Linked DNA regions of Sus scrofa: region 2 is linked to region 1. A link is a contact called in public HiChIP or PLAC-seq data. All regions are on one chromosome and are shown on one strand. The core of a region is the stretch at or near the end of the contact, and the rest is flanking DNA. Distances in the headings are between cores, read along the strand shown. Region 1 overlaps CDK6 (a long non-coding RNA gene). Region 2 overlaps LOC102161391 (a long non-coding RNA gene).

Evidence for each region. HiChIP or PLAC-seq counts read pairs in DNA pulled down with a chosen protein or histone mark.
Region 2: an H3K27ac HiChIP or PLAC-seq map of alveolar macrophages shows a contact between it and region 1. The contact joins two enhancer-like sites. A contact is called at or near these places in 1 of 47 Hi-C or Micro-C datasets (embryonic fibroblasts) and 1 of 2 datasets of contacts at active chromatin or transcription factors (alveolar macrophages).

What each region holds. Positions count from the first base shown.
Region 1 is chr9:72,545,232-72,552,925 of Sscrofa11.1, reverse strand. All of the region lies in intron 5 of CDK6 (a long non-coding RNA gene), which reads left to right. Among named protein-coding and RNA genes, the nearest start is that of FAM133B, 45 kb to the right of the region's middle. Within about 2 kb of position 3,060, at least 24 of the 83 cell types and tissues checked have an H3K27ac peak or open chromatin away from gene starts, as enhancers often do. A contact at or near this core is called in alveolar macrophages, where this site is marked.
Region 2 is chr9:72,820,934-72,827,913 of Sscrofa11.1, reverse strand. The region is part of intron 2 of LOC102161391 (a long non-coding RNA gene); the gene reads left to right. Among named protein-coding and RNA genes, the nearest start is that of CDK6, 59 kb to the right of the region's middle. Within about 2 kb of position 2,128, at least 15 of the 83 cell types and tissues checked have an H3K27ac peak or open chromatin away from gene starts, as enhancers often do. A contact at or near this core is called in alveolar macrophages, where this site is marked.

The DNA.
Region 1 (7,694 bases), core at 1,811-4,310:
AAACTCAACACTAATGAGGGAAATACACATTCTGACAGGTTTATTCATGCATTCAGAGACTGGGAGTGTATTTCGTTTGCTGCTGTATTCGGAGCATCCAGAACATCATCTGACACTCAGTAAATATTCTCAGAATGAATGAATGAGTATATGAATGAACAAAATATCAAACTTTGAGCAAGTCATTTAATCTTGCAGGATCTCAGTTTCCTCATTAATATAAGGAAAAGATCAGCTCAGTTGATGGGGGTACCCGCCAGTGTTCTAACTAGTTGGCCTTACCACCATGTGTACTGAATAAGGAAATGCACTTTTCTCTCATATTTGTCATTATCCTGACTACCTCATCTTTCACTTCCCTGAGCCAGTGATCTTCGTAAGTGCACAGCAGAATATCATGAGTAAATTAAATTCAGAGATTGAATCCAGAGGTAGGGACAAAACAATAGCACTGAATTTTCTTTGCGTATTTAGCCATAATGAAACAAGGAAAAGAAACTGCCAGTCGGGGAGGCTGCAGGGCAGAGTGGGGGCAGGGGGCAATAGAAGGTAATAAAGTATGAAGCAAAAATGAATAACTTTGGAATGGGTGAGAGTTCGTATGAGCTGTTTGATTAATGGCACTACCTTTACTGAGCAGCTGATTTTACTTCTCAGCAGTTCTTTTTCATCCACATAGTTTATTATTTTTGTAGCACATCTGTGGTACATAGAGTGGAACAGGAGCTGTGATATCTGTTTTTTAACAGATGCGCAGAGGCTAAGTGGCCTGCCTGCCTGCCTGCCTGCACTCAGTGATTTGTTAATCAGTTACAGAGCCAGCATTAGGAGCTGGGTTTTCTGTCTCCTGGGTTTTACTCCTTTCCATTACACATGGCTAAGTACTTCTATCTTGCACTAAAGAAGGCTCTACAGGTAACACCCTGCCCTCTTCTAGAAATAGCATTGTTACCTGAGAGGCCAGTCTGCCAGGGTGACCATTTTCATGTGTTTTAGGGAGCTCAGGTTTAATCATTCTTTTCCCTAGAGGAAGTAGCAATAACTGTGAACTAAAAATAACGCCTTAACTGCTGAATTCTGCTTAGTAGGTGGTTTCCCAGAGATGATCCTATGTAGTGAGTCATCACTATGAGAGCGCTTATTCGCACATTATTTCTCTTTTTCACTAAGCCCTGGTACATCGGGTTACATGTTTTTTAACCTTTAGAGCCTTTCTGGGAGGTTCACCGACTTCATGCTATAAATATAAACGTCTTCCACATGTCTTCCTTCTGCTTCCACTTTTCAAATCTAAGGTAACCCCTAGTTCAAGACCACAGCCAGGATCATGACCTCAGACAAAAGAGCGGCAGTTTCTGCAGTTGGAAGCAGCTCCATCTCACTCCCAGTAATAACCAGACGTGTCGACTAATGTAAACAAATGTGTGGGACCCAGATCAGGAAAACTATAAAACTTCATTGAGAGATATAAAAGACTTATCTAGATAGTCCCACTTGCGGCACATGAAAGTTCCCAGTCTAGGAGTCAAATCGGAGCTGTAGCTGCCTGTCTACACCACAGCCACAGCATCACTGAATCCGAGCCACATCTGCAAACCACACCACAGCTCACAGCAACACCAGATCCTTGACCTACTGATGGAGGCCAGGGATCAAACCCGAATCCTTGTGGATCCTAGTAGGGTTCTTAACCCACTGAGCCACAGCGGGAACTCTGATATAGACTATTTGAATATTAGAAAGATATTACATTTTCCTGAATGAAAAGATTGAATAGTCAAAGAATACCTGATCTTTCTAAATTAATTTATAGTTTTATGCAGCTCTGATCAGAATCCCAGCGGGATATTCTTTTTTTTTTTTTTTTTGCTTTTGGGCCGCACCTGCGGCATATGGAGGTTCCCAGGCTAGGGGTCCAGTTGGAGCTACAGCTGCCAGCCTACACCACAGCCACAGCAATGCAAGATCCGAGCCACGTCTGCAAACTACACCACAGCTCACAGCAACACTAGATCCTTAACCCACTGAGCAAGGCCAGGGATTGAACCTGCAACCTCATGGTTCCTAGTCAGATTCGTTTCCACTATGCCACAACAGGAGCTCCCAGTGGGATATTCTAAAATGCATTTGGAGGAGCTAAATTGGTAAAAATAACCAAGAGTTGTTTTAATAAAAATGTAATGAAGGGTAACTCCTACCACCAAGTACTAAAATGCATTATGCAGCTACAATAACAATTTGGCTCCAGCAGAAGAAATGACAGACATTAATGGAAAAGAATAGAGGGTCCGGGAAAAAAAATTCCAATTTAGAAAGTGGTATAATTTATTATAAATCACAAACCCTAGAGGACAGAAGAGCTTATTCAATGAATAAGATAAGGTCAGCTCCTTGGGGGGGGGAATGTTAATTAATTAAGTTCTCTCGGTTCTTTACCCCAGAGCAAGTAACAGATGGCTTAAAGACTTAAATATTAAAAATGAAATCATAAAAGGATAAAGAAACTATAAAAAAATCTTGATGGTCCTAAAGTGGAGATAGCCTTTCAAAGCATTAAAAAGTCACAAAGAAAAATTAATATATTTGACTAAATAAAAATTGAAAACTTCTGTTCATCAAAAAAATAAAAATACTGCACACAGTTAAAAAGCATATGGTAGTCTTAGAGAACATGTTTGCAGTGAATATGACAAAGATATAACATCCTTCCTGAAGAAAGCGCTCTTAAAATTAATTGGGACGCCACTAGCACACTTTTCATTTTCACATCACATTGAATACATGTCACTGTGCTGCATGGGTTTTATAAACAATATAGTTCAGATGACACGAATGAAGGAAATTCAGATCCTATTTTCCATGCATATATTCTTTGTTCAGAGACAGTTGAAGGAAACTACACATTATGCTATAAATACTTCTGGACAGTTTGTCCACATTGACACTTCCATTTCCTAAAACGAAACCCTCCCTGGCCCACAGGGAGAAAGAAGGCTGGCTTTGTTAACCAGCCTTACTTCCACAAGCACATCCATATGGTAAGAACTTCCTCTGTTGAGTCATCCACAGTTGTCAAACACCAACTTTCCTTTGTTTGACCCGTGCAGAAATAAGGTCTATGGAGGCATAACACAAGAGTCTGAATCATTTAATTGTGTTTTATTCCTCTCTGCATTTGCATCCGTCACAAACCCAGTGTGTCCGCTATGAAAAGTTGCATTCTTCAAATAACACTGGGGGGAAAAAAAACCCTTTTCAAATGGGTCTGTTCTGCCTAGATAGTCTGTGAAATTTCTAAGGAATGTTGTGGGCTTTGCTTCCTGTGTTAAATTTTTGAGTTATCACACGTTATTGGATTCCACCCAGCACATTCTGGATAGGAATGTTATATTCATACAGGATACCAGTTGTCTTTACCATTTAAAAGGGAATAGAGGAATTTTTTTTTTTTTTACTTATAAGATATAAATGGGTAGGTAGAAATGTGTGTGCAAATAATATTTTTTAATATGTCCTTGATTCTTTTCTTCATAGAGGCTTGAGTCACATGAAGTCACAGATTTGTTATGACTGCTAACCACTGTCTCGTCTCTTTGTTCTCGTTCAAACCAAGGACTGTACCACCAGCATTCTGATGTGTGATGCCATCTTTGTTTGAAAGAGAAGAGACCTTTAGAGATCCTATCTTATTCATTTGCAGATACAAAGAGAAAAGGAATGATGCTGTGTGATTTCTTCTGTTTATTTTTTTTTATTTTCCAAACTTTTCTATAAGCAAGTATACTTCATAATCAGAAAAATAATGTCTTCTTTCAAGTAGCCACCCATCATTAAAAATATAAATGCAATGAGGAAGCCTTTTAAAAAATTAAGCTGGCTCTGAGGTCAGTAAAATGTATTTTGAGAAAAGAAATGCTAACTGCTAACTTTTGTTGATTAATCACCACATTAATCTCTCAATACCAGAGACATGTAGTCAAGTTCACTGACATTCAAGGGCCAGTGCCCATATCTGTACACTAAGCAGATTTTTTTTTTTAAGGAAAAAATGAGAAAATCAGTTTTCCACTGTTTGGAGTATTTTTAACCAATGATTGAATCTATTTTGAGGATATTTTTGGGTCATCTGTAATACTGTATGAGACTTTTGGTTCCCTTTTGAGCAAAGTTGCTTCTTTTTTTTTTTTTTTAAATAAGCTGCTTCAACCAACAGACACGTCTGCTTCAGAATATTTCTAGTGATTACATTCCCCCAAAATCAACATTAATATTTCCAACCTTGGTTATGCATGATTTTGCTGACAGCTGGCTGATGTCAACATTGGAGAGGCAAGAGAAAGCTTGTGCCTATGAGCCTGGAGGTGAACGTAATTAATCTTCTCAGAGATACACCCACATTAGAGCCCATTAGGCTATCTTTAGCAAAGTTGTGGCAGACACGGGACCAGTGGGTTCAAAGATTAAAAGTTAGAGTGACTTTGAAGCCACATTTTTTTACCATACTGTAAGTAATATTTGCTGCTGGAGTGTGTCACTATTAGATGGGCTTCACTTTTACATTTTCTTAACTTTTACTCCTTGTGTATTGCTTTGGTGTCAGCCTATCAGAGAGAGAAAACTTGACTCACCTAAGTCACCTTAGTTCATGTGGCTCATTTGTCTTCCGTGGTATATGTTGCTGATTAATCACTGTCTCCTGCTATACCGAGATGGCAGCTCGGAATTATTCTCAACCTGGCTCGCAGCCTGGTACTACCAACCAGTCAGATCAGACGAGATGAATTCTCTGTCATCCATATCTAGGATAGAGCTCCACCCCAGTCTCTATCAGTGGCCTCCTCTGAGGCCAGGCACTTCCTTCCCGCTGTTACATTAACCATGTGGATTAAGCCATAGGCAGTGCTCTTTCCCTAGGCAAGATGTATGTAGTTTTACAAGGTCTTTTGCTAAATGAAACTGTTAACGAATTGAATTATGGTGTGAGGAGAGAACTACCAAGCTCTAGTCCCTTATTGCATAGAAACAGTGAGCTATTAGGAAAAACAAGAATGAAACTTGTCTGTCTGGACCACTTTCATTCTTATTATTTTGAGAGATGTTCGTCTGAATTTTTTTTTTTTTTGAAACAGCCCTATGAAATAACAAGGATAATTTTTTTAAGATTACTTTTTTTTTAAATTTCCGCTTCTACAACTTCTTGTACCGGGTCTCCTTAGTAGGGTGCCAACCATTGTAGTAGTTTGGCCAGAACAAAGAGGTTTTTCAGGATACAGGATTTTTAGCCCTAAAGCTGGGACCATCCTGGGCAGACTGGGGCATTTCATCATCTTGTTCCTGGGTGCCCTATTCATATGCCAGTACTGAGAAACATGGGTGCTAAGGTTTTTACTCATGGATCAGTTCCCTGTTACACGTTTTCTTTCTCTCCCAGAAGCCGTAATGTAAACAAAGGCTAGGAATTGTGGGACAGAGTGGTTTTTATTATGGGATATGATGACGTTCTAGTTTGGTTAAATGATGGCTCTAGTTCACACTTCTGCAGAGTATTGATAACCCCTGAACCCCTGAGCCCAGCTAGTAAACAAAGCCTAACTAATTGATCTCCGGCACTGATTTTGCCGGGTGTTCCTGGTAAGCTCTGAAAATCCAGTCTACGTCTATACACGCCGCCATCACCCTTGCCCCAAAGGATCTTCCAGCATGTTATCATTAAGATTTTTCAAAACCAAGCCCAACTTAAAGTAGCATGTGTGTTACAACTAGAACTTCCTTAGGGGAGGAGAGTCATCCAGGCTCCATGGTTTTATGAAGAGGCAGAAGACAAGCATTCCCTAGACCGTTGAACCTGAGCTGTCTATTAATGAAGCTTATTGCCCATGGTGAGTCCACAGAAATCCCAGACCCTGGACTTGCTTCCAGTTTCCTAGTAATTAGTAATCCTAAAACAAGTGTTTCACCCTTGCAAGTTATTACTTCTTAGGTGTGACTCAGATTTCTTTTCCTTGTTCTCAAACTTTCTTTCCAATGTAGAGTTATTTGGTTACTTGGTAGTCATCTGACTTCAGGGTTAGAGTGAGAGTGAAAATGCAATAATGTAGTTAGTTAGAGACTCAGCCTTTAGAGGGTGCTCAATACATGATCATGTCCTTCCTAAGAACTCTCCCAAGCAGTATGGTTGGAGAGCAGGAGATAAGGGAGGCGTTGGGAGAGTAATAAATATGTGAGTTGGCAAGAGAAATTATCAGAAGGTGTATGAAATGAATACTTGGATCCCAGATGCAGAAAGAGACAAACCCTGTTTGTGGTTTCTGTTGGACCAGCACATGCCAGCCCAGCATGTGGTCTCAGCTCTAATTTTAAAGGTATGAAAGATCTTTAGAAACACAAGGAAGGGAATGTTATGGACTGGAAGTTTGTCCTGTTCCCTACCCCCCAACCCCAAATTCAGATGTTGAGGCTCTAACCCCCAATTTGATGGTGTTTGCAGATGGGACCTTTGGGAGTTGAATAGGGTTAGATGGGATCATGAGGGTGAAGCACCCATGATGAGATTAGTGCCCTTTTAAGAAGAGACACCAGAGAACTCTTCTCTCTTCACCATGTGAGTACACAGCGAGAAGGTGGCCATCTGCAAGCCAGGAAGAGAATCCTCTTCAGAAATCGATCATATTGGCACCTTCAACCAGGACTTCTAGTCTCCAGGACTGGGAAATAAATTTCTGTCATTTGAGCCACGCAACCTGTGGCATTGTTAAGTAGCCCAAGTAGACTTAAGAAAAGATAGTGCTAGGAGAAGAAAAAGGTCATTCTTTAATTAAATAAGTATATATAGGAAATAATCACCTCTAGCAAGGAGTAGATACTCAAATTTATTAAAGTGATTAGAAATGATTTTTTTATCTTAATGACCACTTAGCCTTCTTTAGTCATATAAAAGCTAAGTTGGTAAATATATTAATTTGTAAGTTTTGTAATGTTTCAGAAATCTCAAGTGGTTTGGTGAGCTCTAGTTTAATTTTATTTGGCAATTTTGAATTGAAAACCAGTGGGGTTTTCCATTCTCTCGCTCTCTTGCTCTCTCTCAAGGAAGTTACTCATAGTCCCGTAAATATGAGCCCTCTGTGGAGAAATAAATTATTCACATTTGGTAACAAGGGGAAACAAATTCAGCTCTTTTCTTTTAAGGAAATTACCAGACTCACAGTCCCCTGCTGTGGACAGAGGTGGCAGCACTTAGCTGTAGGTAGCACCTCCTTCCCTGGTAGAGGTCTTGTCTCTCAGTCTGGGTCTCAGTGACACAGCTTCATCTCACATTCTTTTTGCCCCGACCTTCCCTTTTATTACTTGGATTTTCAGTGTTTTTCCTGCCATGCTCTTTCTTACCAGCCCTTTTCGCTTTCTGGACTGGTTTCCTTCTGGCACCTCTTTCCTCTCTCACTCCCCTTAATCCTTCGCTTTCTGTTTTGCCTTTGCTGCACTTTCTCTCAGCATCTCTCTTTCTTTGCCTTCTCAGGAGCCCACCCCTGTCCTGCACACTGGGGTGAAGTAAGCCGCTGAGGGCAGAGTTCCCATTCTGCACACCTTTGCTGCTTCTCTGCTGGTTTGGGCTGGATTTTAGATTTAGGGGACTAAGTGTCAGGCAGCTCGGTTTTTAGATACCCATTTTTTGCAGACATTGTCGAATGGCATAGACC
Region 2 (6,980 bases), core at 879-3,378, 280 kb before region 1:
CATATGAAAAAATGCTCCACAGTACATGTCATCAGGAAAATGCAGATTAAAACAACAATGAAATGCCACTGTGCTTCTATTTGAATAGCTAAAATACAGAACACTGACACCACCAAAGGCTGATGAGGGTGTGAAGCAACAGGAATGCTCATTCATTGCTGATGGGAATGCAAAATGGTTTAGCTGCTTTGAAAGACAGGCAGTTTCTTACTAAACTATTACAATTACCTACAGTTACAGCTAAACCTACAATTACCATGTAATCCAGCAGTCATACTCCTTGGTATTTACGCAGAGCAATTGAACACTTAATTTCACACAAAACCCTGCACACAAATTTTTATAGCAGCTTTACTCATAATTGCCAAAACGGAAGCTATCAAAAAGTCCTTCAGTAGGTGAATCAGTAGATAAAATGTGGTACATCTGGGAGTTTCCGTCGCGGCTCACCAGTTAACAAACCCAACTAGTATCCACAAGGACATGGGTTCTATCCCTGGCCTTGCTCAGTGGGTTAAGGGTTTGGCATTGCTGTGAGCTGTGGTATAGGTTGCACATGGGGCTTAGATCCCATGTTGCTATGACATAGGCCGGCAGCTACAGCTCTGATTCAGCCCCTAGCCTGGGAACTTCCATATGCCTCAGATGCAGCCCTAAAAAAAAAAACAACAACCAACCGTGGTACAATGGAATATTATTCAGTGCTAAAAAAGAAATAATTTATCAAGCCATAAAAAGTCATAGAGGAACTTAAATGCATATTACTAAGTAAAAGAAGTAAGTCTGATCTAGAGTGTGTACAGATTTCTTATAAATCAATAAGAAAAACTCAGTTTTTTTAAAGAAAGGGTAAAAAACGTGAATAGGATTCTTATAAAAGAGGCTATCCAAATGGCGAGTGAACATGAAAACATGTCAACATGATTAGTTATCAGTAAAATGCAAGTTGAAAACTTTACAGAATATCTTGACACACACCCCAGAGTGGCTAAAATTTAAAAAGTCAGCAATACAAGTGTTAGGATGTAGAGGGACAGAAACTCATAGAATGCTTGAGAGTATCAGTTAGTGAAACTACTTTGGAAATTTTGTTGCCAGTTAAATTAAGCCCATGCCTACCCCATGACTCAGCAATTAGTAGCTATCTATCTTTCCTAACTCTAAGATAAATAAATGTGAGGACCTTCTTATACCAAGATTCACTCTTACTATAAGCAGTCCAATCTTCCTGTAATAGCTAATATCTCAGGGGCCCTTACTGTGGACCAGCACCATGATGAGTGCTTGCATGCAGTAACATTTAAGTTTCCCGCTAACCTTAAGAGGTAAATATTATTAAACTACTTTACAGATGAGAAAATTGGTTGAGAAAACTTAATGAATTTTCCCAAGGTCATTGTATTAGTCAGTATCCTTTGTTACATTTAAAAGAAACCAAAAGTTTGGTTTAAGCAAAAAGCAATGTGCTGAAAAGTCATTGTAAAACTCCCAGAATTGCCAGCATGGCTCATTGAGGACTCTGCAGTCATGAGCAGTTCTCCAAATCAAGTTTATACCAAACACTGGTCAGGTTGACCCCTCTGACAGCTCTGGGACCCAGACACAGGCACCAGCAGAACTGCCACCACTTGGCTGGAGCTAGTGGGAACTGTCACCACTGTTGCACTGCAAGGGTGACCCTAGTTTCCCACTGCACCAATCACATTAAGAGTATACTGTGCATGCCCTGGGGCCAAAAAGGGGTGATTTGTGCTTACTCTGAAAATCACAAGTTCAGAGTGATGAGCATGGATTTGAACCCAGTCCCCTTGCCTCTAACATCTAGGAGCTCTACTACTCTTCTTGGTCACCTCCAGATCCATGCTGTTACTTCATCACTTTAAGAACAAGGTGAGGCCAGCAAGTATTAAAATGTCCAGCAACACTTCATGCCCCCATATCCTGTAGATCAGAATGCTTTAACCATTTGCTGCTTGACTAATTTAGAAAGACAGAATAAAACTACCCATATGCAAATTGGGCTTCTGAAATCACCAAGTGCTTTAACAAAGGCAAGTGGAGAGGACCTGGGATGACAGCTCATTGAGAGCCATCACTGTACCATGTGGGGCCATGTGGCTGCATGCTGACTCAAACTCGTGGTGGAGAAGGGGGGGGCGCTTCTGAATCACCAAGACCACATCCTGCTCCTCCCTCATTTTTTCCCCTGGAAGCTGCCCATCAATCTTGTTGCTGAGATCTCCACCCGAGCATGGGGCTCAGGTATTCACACCAAATGTCTGTGAATGTCTAAGAAGTCCCATTTTCCAGGAACATTTGGCCCTGTTGTTTCAGTGGCATCTAAGTGTGAAGTTGACTATGAGTAAGTGTGAAACTGATAGTCTGTGCCTGTAGACTCGGGGCTCAATTTGGGTCATTTATCTCACTGTGCTTTGGTGGGCACAAACTAACATCTAGCATCCCCTATACTTGACTTTAGCCATTTTTTTACTGAAAGAAAGTTCTAATCATAATGCCAGCTAGATAAAAACTTGGGAGAAATGTGTTCTTTTTTGAGAACTGTTATCACAGACACATATTCACTATAGCCAAAGACTAAGCAGGCATCTCATCCTGCTCTGATTCATCTTAGAAAAACATGTGGTAGGCAATTCAACATCCTCCCCCATTTACTTTCAAATAAAGAGTAAGAGGAAAGGTCAATTTTCTTTCCTTTATTTTCTTGTAAAGGCAATTTAGTAAAATTAGGATCTGTTGGGGCTTTTGTTTTGTTTTGTTTTGTTTTGTTTGGGGTTTTTTGGGTTTCCACTGAAGACAGAAGTGGGAGTTAGGATTACAAAGACTGAAAAGTCATCAGTATATAGAGGAATTTGAAATTTCAGATGAAGGAGTCAGAACTTTGTAGACAGAGTAATTCGTGAAAGTTTTTGAATTTTAATGTATTTTTTTTTTTTTTTGGTCTTTTTTTTTTTTTTTTTGCTATTTCTTTGGGCCGCTTTCGAGGCATATGGACGTTCCCAGGCTAGGGGTCGAATCGGAGCTGTAGCCACTGGCTTACGCCAGAGCCACAGCAACGCGGGATCTGAGCCGCGTCTGCAGCCTACACCACAGCTCACGGCAACGCCAGATCGCTAACCCACTGAGCAAGGGCAGGGACCGAACCCGCAGCCTCATGGTTCCTAGTCGGATTCGTTAACCACTGCGCCACGATGGGAACTCCTGAATTTTAATGTATTTTTTAGAGTCAGATACAATGAACCAAAAAAATGTAGAAGTCATATGTAAATTTAATTTACAAGATGATAGGGCAGAATTTGTGCAGCTACCACGTGACAGGATAAGCACTATGGTGGTTATCATCTCGCAGTTTATTAAATCAAATCAACATGTTATACACCTTAAACTTGCACAGCATTTTATGTCAGTTATACATCAACAAAACTGGAAAAAGAAAAAATGAAAAATAGAAGATTGCTAGTACTTCAGAATGTTCCCTAGTGAAACATTTTTTTTTAATTAACGAGGTTTTTTTTTTAAGATTTTTATTTTTTCTATTATAGTTGATTTACAGTATTCTGTCAATTTCTACTCTACAGCAAAGTGAAAATTACAAGGATAGAGACAAAACCCTTATATTCCATTTGACATGTCATTACCATTAAGGTCAAAAAGTCTAGTATCAGCAGCATCCCAGAAGTCTCCTGAATCCACCTCCCCAGTCACAATTCCTTTCCTCCTTCACCCAAGGTAATCACTACCCTAACATTTAGGAAAATCTTTTATTTCCTTACTTTTCCTTATGGTTTTACCCTATAAGTATGCATCCTTAAATAATGTAGTTTATTTTGTCTTTTTTGAACTTTGTTTAAATGGAATCATACTTTTTGTTTTCTTTGGGTTTTGCTTCTTTTGTCCAACAATATTTTTTGAGAGTCATCCATGTTGTAACTAATTTTCCTTCACTTTCTTTATTGTAAATGAATTATTTCTTCATGCTATCATTGTTACACATTGGGTCGTTTCCAGCTGGAGCTGTTAAAAACTATGCTGTGGCATAGTTGTGGGTGTGTATGTGAGTATCTGTGTCTCTGTGTCTGTGTATAATAGAACAGGAGAGAATTATGAAGATCTATCTAGCAGTAATGCACAATAGATAGTACAGTCAGGAAGGAAAGAATCAAAGGGCAGTTTAGTTGAGAAGCCCAATCAGATAAGATTTAATTTGAACTCGATGATGAACAAAAGAGTAAGAGAGCATAGACTCCTAGAAGTTCACCAGGCTAAAAGGTATACTCATTTAAAATTGTTACAGATAACTTTTAAATTTCCTTTTCGAAAGGCTTTATCATTGCATACTCTTACTAATGGATTTGTGTATGAGTGAGAATATCCATTCCTCTGTATTTTTGCCAACTTTTGATATTATCTATCTTTTAAAATTTTGCCAAAATTATCAGAAAAAAGCTATCATTTCAAGTTTTATTTTCTTAATTATTAATGAGTTTAAACATTTTCATACTTTCTTCATCGGACTATTGCATTTTGTGTATGAATTTCCCATTCATATCCTTTCCCGTTTTTTCTATCAGCTGTTTCTTGTCTTGTTGATTGGGGAAATTCAGTAAATTTTGAATATTAATCCTTTTATATTTGTAAATGTATTTCTGTCTGCCTTTTTCAGTGTCTTTTGCTGAACATAATTTTTTTATTTATATATATGATGGCTTCGAGGTGTCAACTTGGCTAGGTACAGTATCCACTTATTTAATCAAATACTAATCTTGGCTTTGCTGTAGAGGTATTTTAAGATGTAATTAAGGCCTCTAATCAGTTTGCTTTAAGTAAGGGAGATTATCCTGGATAATCTGGGAGAGGATGTTTCAATCAGTTGAAAAGACTTAAAAGCAGAACTAAGGCTTTTTCCAAGAGGAGAAAATATACCTCAAACCTACCTGTGACATTCCCTTTCTGAAGACTTGCCCTACTGATTTCAAACATGCTTAACCAGCGCCCTAAATTATACATATGTTTTTCCCCTATTTGTTCTGCTTCTCAGGTTGAACCCTGAATAATATAGTGTAATATTTTTACGTAGTCTACCAACTATTTACAGCATCCAGGTTTCATGTCTTACTGAGATAGGCTTAATACAAAAACATATGTAAATCAAGTTTGTGCAGCAACTTGCTAACTAAAGGTACCCATTGTCAATAAGTTGGAGGTATATTTATTAACATACTTTTTATGTAAAAAACTAACAGCTCTCAACACACGAATTAAACAAAAGATAAAAATTAGTGGTTATCACAGTAGATGCAGAAAAGGCACTTTACGAAGTTCAACATTCATTCATGATAAAATCAATAAAGTGTGTATAGAGAAAATACCCTTTAACGTAATAGTCCATTTCTGATGAACCCACAGCCAACATCATACTCAATGGTGAAAAGCTGAAAGCTTTATCTCTAAGATCAGGAAAGACAAAGATGTCCACTCTCCCCACTCTTAGTCAACATGCTATTGGAAGTCCTAGCCACAGCAATCAGACAATAAAAAGAAATAAAGGCATTCAAATTGAAAAAGTAAAACTGTCACTATTTGCAGATGGCACGATAACTATATACAGAAAATCCTAAAGACACTACCTAGAAATTATTGGCGCTAGTAAATGAATTCAAAAGAGATGAAGGATACAAAATTAATATTCAGAAATATGTTGTATTTCTGTACACTAATAATGAATTATCCAAAAGAGAAATCAATAAAACAATTCCATTTAAAATTGTATTTTAAAAATAATATACCTAGGAATAAATTTAATCAAGGATTGGATGAAAAATCTGTACTCTGAAAACTATAAGACATTAATGAAAGGAACTGAAGGTGACACAAATAAAAGGAAAGAAGAAATAAGGAATTCTGCTCAGGAATCAGAAGAATTAATATTGTTAAAAATGTCCATAATACCCAAAGCAACATACATATTCAGTGCAATCCTCATCAAAATATCAACATCGAGAGTTCCCATTGTGATTCAGTGGAAACGAACCTAACTAGTATCCATGAAGATGCAGGTTCAACCCCTGGCCCCACTCAGTGGGGTTAAGGATCCAGTGGTGCTAATGAGCTGTGGTGTAGGTTGCAGATTTGGCTCAGATTAGGCATTGTTGTGGCTGTGGTGCAGACAGGCAGCTGCTGCTCAGATTTGACCCTTAGCCTGGGAACTTCCATACGCCACAACAACAGCCCTAAAAAAAAAGCCAGTGGCATTTTAAACAGAACTACAACATATTCCTAAAATTTGTATGGAACCACAAAACACCCCAAATAGCCAATTCAATCTTGAGAAAGAAGAACAAAGCTGGTGGTATCACAGTCCTGACTTCAAACTATACTATAAAGTTATAGTAATCAAAGCAGTATGATACTGACATGAAAAGAGACATATAAATCAATGGAACAGAATAGAGAACCCAGAAACAAAGCCATGCATATATGGTTAATTAATCCATGACAAGGAGGCAAGAATATACTATGGGTGAAAGACAGCCTCTTCAGTAAATGGTGTTGGGAAAACTGGACAGCTATGTATTAAAGAATGAAAGTAGTCCATTTTTTTTAGACCATGTGCAAAAATAAACTCAAAATGGATTAAAGACTTAAATGTAAGACCTAAAACTATAAAACTCCTAGAATAAAACATAGGTAGTAAGCTCTTTGACATCAGTCTTAGAAATTTTTTGAGGGCATCCAGGGGGAATCTATCTTCCCAGGCAAGGGGGAAAAAAAAGCAAAAATAAACAAAAGGAACTAAATCAGCATACTGCATGAGAGAAGATATTTACAAATGCCTTTTTTTTTTTTTTTTTTTTTTTTTTTTTTTTTTTTTTGCTTTTTAGGACCACACCTGTAGCATATCGAAGTTCCCAGTCTAGGGGTTGAATCAGAGCTACAGTTGCCAGCCTTTGCCAGAGCCACAG